Regions from separate parts of the Mus musculus genome. Here region 2 is linked to region 1. A link is a contact called in public Micro-C data. All regions are on one chromosome and are shown on one strand. Each heading gives the region's core, a stretch centred on a gene start, on an enhancer-like site or on the middle of the called end of the contact. The rest is flanking DNA. Distances are from core to core; before and after follow the strand shown.

Region 1 (3,286 bases), core at 555-3,054:
CTGGTGTCATATTGATGTCTGAGGATACAGAGCTGGCCTCTCCCCTCACCTGGGCACTGTGGGAGAGCTGGCCCTGGGGTCCTAAGAGCAGGACAGCTGGTGCTGCCTCTCATCAGCTGCAGCACTTAGCATAGCACTCCTGAAATGACCCCAGACACTCAGGCAAGGTGAGCCCTGCACCTCAGCTGGGCAGCACAGTAGAGCTAACCTTGGTGGCAGTGATGTGGGCAAGCCTGTCCTGGGGGTTTGAGCATGGGACAGCTGGCCCTGCCTCTTCTCTGCTGTATTGTGGCTGCGATGGGGGGAGTGATCCCCTCCTCTACCTTGTCCCTACCTACCTATGACAGGCAGGAGAGCTGGCCCTGGGGCCATGAGAGTAGGAGAGCTGTCCTTGCCCCTCGCCTGCTGCAGCACCCAGGCTCACCTGCACTCAACCCTCACCTGGGCTGTCTGATGGTAGAGCTGGTCTGATGGTGTGGGCACAGATGCTCTCAGGAGAGCCGGCTCTACCCCTTATTGGTTATAGTATTGGATGGACCAGCAAGGGCAGGCCAGAAGAGCTCACCCCAGTATGTGGGTGCAGGAGACCTGGCAGGCTGACAGATAGGATCCAGAGCTTTGAATTTGTTCACCCCAACATCTAGATCATTGGAACTGCTGACATGTGTGAAGGGGCTGGTCCTGCAGATCTAAAACTACAGCTCTCCATGACACAGGGCAATGATAAGGCCTCATGCCAGACCAACAACTCATTGCAATGTACATTTGCAAGCAAATTAGTGTGGACAAAAGGGTGTACTGTGGGACACACTGTGACACACTACAGCTTCCACAATGAGAGTTTTTTTTTTTTTCTTTTCTCTGTTGTAGGGGAGGTTGCAAGGGTAGACTGTGGGTACGAGGTGGGGGGGGGGGGAATGAGTGGAATTGGGGTGCATGATATGAAAATCACAAAGAACTAATAAAAAGGTTTTTTGTTTGTTTGTTTGTTTTTCGAGACAGGGTTTCTCTGTGTAGTCCTGGCTGTCCTGGAACTCACTTTGTAGACCAGGCTGGCCTGGAACTGAGAAATCCACCTGCCTCTGCCTCCCAAGTGCTGGGATTAAAGGCGTGTGCCACCACGCCCGGCCCTAAAAAAGTTAAAAAAAAAAAAGATATTAGGGACAGGCTTAAAAGATAATCGTGAGGAAGTGGCATTAGGAGGAAACGTCTTCTGTGTACCAAAAGAGCAGATGTAACCCTCCGGGATTGCAGTCACCCTTTAAAGCGTCACTGATGCAGAGAGAAAGACCCTGAGATGGAGCTTGTAAAAGTTCAGAGTGCTGCCTGGGAACACCATCCTCAGGGTTTTTAGGGTTAGTGGCGTCCTGCGTCTGCTCTGCCACAGGGCTCGGGCTGCTGGAGGAGGCAGGACACAGGAGTTCTGACCGAGCTTACCCCACGTCGTTGCCAGGCAGTTGTCAGTTGCCAGTTGTCGAGCTATGGGAAGCTATGGGAAGCCTCAGGGCACCGCTCCGGGTGTGAGGAAGCACAGTCTAAGGTACCGGGGGACAGCTGGAGCTGGCTTGGGGGATCCCGCGGCCTGCGATGAGGCCAGGGCCATCTGGTTCTCATCCAGGCTCTTTGGCACCCAGGTGCCGCTGGATGCTGCGGAAGAGCTGAGAACAGAGTGGGGGCCCGAGGCCTGGATGTGGCCCTGGGCCAAGGGGGAAAAGAGGGGAGCTCTGGATATATCCGGCGGGGATAGAGTCCTTGGCTTGTTGGCAGCGGTAGGTTTGGGCTTTGCTTGGTGGAAGCCTTGGCTGGGGGCACTAAGAGGAGGTTAGTGGTTACTGGCAGGTTAGACAGCGGCTCTGTAAGTGAAAGCCTTCTCCACTGCGCCCCATGGCGGATCTCCATAAAAAGAGGCAGTCCGCGGTTTTAAGACATTTATTGTCATGGTGGAAAGTGGATGAGTAAAACCTTACTCTCGGGCTGGTGAGATGGCTCAGTGGGTAAGAGCACCTGACTGCTCTTCCGAAGGACTGGAGTTCAAATCCCAGCGGCCACATGGTGGCTCACAACCATCTGTAACAAGATCTGACGCCCTCTTCTGGAGTATCTGAAGACAGCTACAGTGTACTTACATATAATAAATCTTTAAAAAAAAAAAATCTTACTCTCTCCCCCCACCCCCTAGTGTCCAGGAACCAGGCAAAACACCTGCCGCCCCTTTAGGGTCACCGGGGTTTCTAACCTTAGCTCAACCAGGAACCAGGCTGCCTTCACCGTCCTACAAGGGTGGCCCATGGCTGGGAGCCCTGCTGACGCTCTCAAGGATGCTCTGGAGACTGCCTGACCACCTGCATCCTGACCTCTTTCATGTCCCTCCAGGTTCATGGAGCACCACTGTGTGCTCTAAGGTATGAAGGTCACTAAAGTCAGAATTATGTCATGAACCCTTCGAATTTAGGCTTTTCTGTTTTGTCTTGTTTTGTTTTGTTTTGTTTTGCTTTGTTTTTGTTTTCCATTCTTTTGGTCATTCCCTACTGGAAATCTATCCCTGGGTTAGACCCTCCCACAACCAACACTAATCAAAATAAATAAATAAATAAATAAATAAATAAATAAATAAATAAATAAAAATTGCCCTACAAGCTTCCCTCGCCTACCAGTCAATCTGAAGTTCCCTGCTCCTAGATAACTGGAGCATGTGTCAAGTTGACAAAAAAAAAAACAACAACAACAAAAAAAACTAACCTGTACTATACCTCCTAAATGGCCATCAGATCCAGCCAGAGTTCTGCAAGTGACTGAAACTCAGATTAAAGGAACAAGTCCAGTTTCAAGTTCACAGGGAGAAAGCAGCTTGGAGTCAGGATCTTGGATTTATATCATTTCTTCTTCGTTTTTGTTTGTTTGTTTTTTGTTTTTTTTCGAGACAGGGTTTCTCTGTATAGCCCTGGCTGTCCTGGAACTCACTTTGTAGATCAGGCTGGCCTCCAACTCAGAAATCCACCTGCCTCTGCTTCCCAAGTGCTGGGATTAAAGGCATGTGCCACCATTGCCCAGCTCTTCTTCGTTTTTAAAGACTTTATTTATTATGGTTATTATTGCAGGGCTAGAGATGGAACCCAGGGCCTCATGCATACTACGTAAGCACTCTATTACCAAGCTACAGTCCCAGTCCTTGATTGCTTTGAGGCAGATCTTACTTTGAAACCCAGGAAGACCTGGAACCTTCCATTCTTCTGTCTGTGCCTCCGTGTGCAGGGCTTATTGGTATACAGTACACTACCCAGAGCAG
Region 2 (3,286 bases), core at 417-2,916, 110 kb after region 1:
ACCATCCACACCATAAAGGGCGGTGATGCTCAGGGCCACTTAGAAAAGGAAGCGGTCAGAGCGGGGTGGCTCGTGTGTATGCAGAGCATGCAGGTGATCAGGACTGGGTGCTGGACATGAAAATCAAAGTAATAGGGCCAGCAAAGTAGGTTGCCCTGGTTTCTAAGCTCGTACAATGTTGTCATGTCTTCTCTCTTTAAAAACTCAAGTATATCGTTTATCCAGGCACACACCTTTAATCTCAGAACCTGAGGGGCAGAAGCGGGTGGGTGTCTATGAGTTTGAGGCCAGTCTGGTCTACATAATGAGTTCCAGACCATCTGGGGATACGTAGGGAGACCCTTTTCCATTTGTTTGTTTGTTTGTTCGTTTATTCATTCATTCATTCATTTAACTGTATCCACCGAGCTGGAGGTGCTCTTCTGTGGTAATATCACATATTACATACAGCATACATAAGGCCTAGAGTTCATTATGCAGGGTCAGAAACAAATGCCACCTCAGGGCACAGAGACCTTGTCTAGCCTGGGCTGCTCAGGGACTAAAGCTGAGGGCTATTTGAAGCAGGCATTTCAGGCTGCCTGTGGGAGAGAAGAAGGGGCTCACTTCTCACTGGCATCTCTTTTTTTTTGTTTTGTTTTGTTTTTGTTTTTTTGTTTTTCGAGACAGGGTTTCTCTGTATAGCCCTGGCTGTCCTGGAACTCACTGTGTAGACCAGCCTGGCCTCAAACTCAGAAATCCCCCGCCTCTGGCTCCTGAGTGCTGAGATTAAAGGCGTGCGCCACCATGCCCGGCTGACTCACTAACATCTCTTGCTCCCTGGTTGGCACTCTAGTAAATGCTGTCACCCACTTGAATGCTCTGTGTCACTTGTAGAAGAGTATACATTCTTTCTGTTACTTAACTCTCACTTTGTAATTGTCTAAAAATATTTATTCATCAGCAAGGCTCAACTCAGAAGAGTGAAAATCTTTAATTTTTCACTATAATTTTCTAAGAATGGAAAGGGTCAGCCAATATTAACTCATTGACCTTCATTTGAATCTTCATCTACTACTTCATCCCCACATCTCACAGAGAAGCAAATATTGCCACAGTGGCCTGGTGCAGCCCCACTCTCTGACAGCAGCACTCTGTATAGGGGCATCAGTCTATCCCACACCTCTGCAGCCCCACCTGATCACCCATACCGCACAGTAGTTGTAGGACAGGATGGGGAGGAGGGAGAGAGAGGCGCGTCCTCCTGTGTAGATACATCTCGCCATCTAGCTCTTGTGGACTTTGCTGAACATCTCTTTCCATGGAATCTGGATGTTCTCAGAAGAGGCATCAGTGCGCCTCACGTCACCGTATCAGAATATGGCACTAGATATCCGTGCCAAATCCATGCTCTGTGAGCAAAGTCACCAAATCACCAGGTCCTAACATACAACTCGAGGTGATGGTGAAGTTTGCTCTTCTGCATGCTTACATAAAGGGGCACTTTCCAGGGTGACTTTACCCACAGAGAAACAAACAGAAAATCTAAGATGATTGCTTCATGTTCAGGAGGCCAAGGGTTGGAGCGGGCTGGGTACCGGCCAGCTTAGAGACATTTCTCCGCCTCCAGCCCTAGGTTGAGATGTGAAGTAACATGATCTTGAAGCTGCAGCTAAGTGACAAAAAGGCACTGTCATCCAATCAGATGTGAGATTTGCCTGTGTGCCAGTGCTAGTGTGGGCTCTGACTCACCCGTGGGTAATTAGAAAAGACTGGTTTTTTTTTTTCCATTCAACAAATATTTATTGAGTAATAGCATAGCAGACACTGAATACAGCTCTAAACAGTCGCTGACCTCAAGTGAGGCAGGAGCAAGGTTCTGAGCCCTGTGACTCCATCTTGTATCTTTGAGGAAATGGAAGTACTAGACACTGAGGAAGGGGAGGGGGACAAACAGCAGGGCACAAGAGTCCAGAGCTGAGATGGGAGAAGAATTGGTGGGGTGGGGGCCAAGGCTTAGCAGGAAAGCAGCTAGTGACATCATTGATTGCAATAAGACCTAGTTATACCCAAGGTTGCCCAGGAAGCTTTGAAGAAATGCAACTGTCAGGCTGAGGTTTGTTGCCTGCTCTCAGTAGGAGGTAAGGAAGTCCTTGTACCAGGGTAGAGCTGACTGAAATGCTATTGCTATGCAGATGAGGGGGTTGGGGGGGATGGAGGCTGGCCGCAGCAAGCCTGGCCTCCTGGGCTTCTCTCCCTTATCTTTTGTCTTCTTTTCTATTCCCAGCAACAAGCCAATCTGATCCCAGGGCTAAACCTCAGTGCACTTGGCATCTTTTCGACTGGACTGTCTGTGCTTCCTCCACCAGCAGGGCCCCGTGGAGTTCCCCCCAGTCCTCCCTATCACCCCTTTGCTGTAAGTAACTGGGTGTCCCCCACACCACTGTGCTTGGCACCCCCCAACCCCCCTCCCCCCGGGGGGGGCAGCACAGCTACTCTCTTATGTTGAGGAAGGGCAAACACTTTTGTTTGCAGTCTTGATGAGTGATTGTAATTTGAATAAGAGTTTTTCTGGTGGGGAAAAAATACCAAACCAAGCTCTGAACGTGTGTTCTCAAACATGGGGTCATACCACCTAGGAAGGAACTGCTCACTGCTTCAGTAACTCGAGGTGTGTTTTATAAAAATAAGTTGTTAGTTCAAGCAACATTCATGAGTGTTAGTCATTTAGTACAACCTTTGTCCATAACTGAAATATACTTTATAGAAAGAAGACACCATAGTGTTTGTATGTAAACAGCACACTGCCTGATGTTTGAGCCTTAATTCTCAGCAGAATGTGAATGGTATGTCTTCCGCTTGTCAGTCTTATTCACAAACATCATTCAAGATTAGTACATTACCAAATGGAGGCTGAAGACACTGAACACGTGGCAGCTACCTTCCCCCACCTTATTCTTCTCTAAACACAAGGACGAATTTTGTGGGCAGATTTTGTTACTCCTGTGTATAAACCATTTCGTCGGGGAGAATCCAGTGAGTGGGTGAGCTCTTTGCTGATTGGTGCTTGCTCCCAGAAACTTTTCTGAGGTGTTTGGGAGTACTGTGCTTAACACCCTTAAACTAAAGGGTGGAGCTACCACTTAACTATATGTGCGTCTGTAATGGAGGGGTCGTGGCTGAAGCACCCGGATGTGGGTCACATCCTTTCCCTTTGCTTTGAAGTGTGATAACTACCTTAGCACTGAAAAAGACACTGAAAGATGTATCACTCCCTAGGATAGAGGCTGCATAAGGAGCCTTGTAG

The links. Hi-C and Micro-C count contacts between places; a contact is called where the count stands out from the background.
Region 2: a Micro-C map of embryonic stem cells shows a contact between it and region 1, with 2.0 times the contacts expected there. The contact joins two enhancer-like sites. A contact is called at or near these places in 1 of 484 Hi-C or Micro-C datasets (embryonic stem cells), 1 of 115 datasets of contacts at active chromatin or transcription factors (pancreatic cancer cells) and 2 of 9 other capture datasets (adipose tissue and liver).

Annotation. Positions count from the first base shown.
Region 1 is chr16:22,186,144-22,189,429 of GRCm38.p6, reverse strand. No RefSeq gene overlaps it. Among named protein-coding and RNA genes, the nearest start is that of Igf2bp2, 24 kb to the right of the region's middle. Within about 2 kb of position 1,804, at least 9 of the 459 cell types and tissues checked have an H3K27ac peak or open chromatin away from gene starts, as enhancers often do. A contact at or near this core is called in embryonic stem cells, where this site is marked.
Region 2 is chr16:22,075,126-22,078,411 of GRCm38.p6, reverse strand. It overlaps Igf2bp2 (insulin-like growth factor 2 mRNA binding protein 2), which reads left to right. Exons shown (of 16, transcript NM_183029.2): 10 at 2,267-2,395. Among named protein-coding and RNA genes, the nearest start is that of Senp2, 67 kb to the right of the region's middle. Within about 2 kb of position 1,666, at least 118 of the 459 cell types and tissues checked have an H3K27ac peak or open chromatin away from gene starts, as enhancers often do. A contact at or near this core is called in embryonic stem cells, where this site is marked.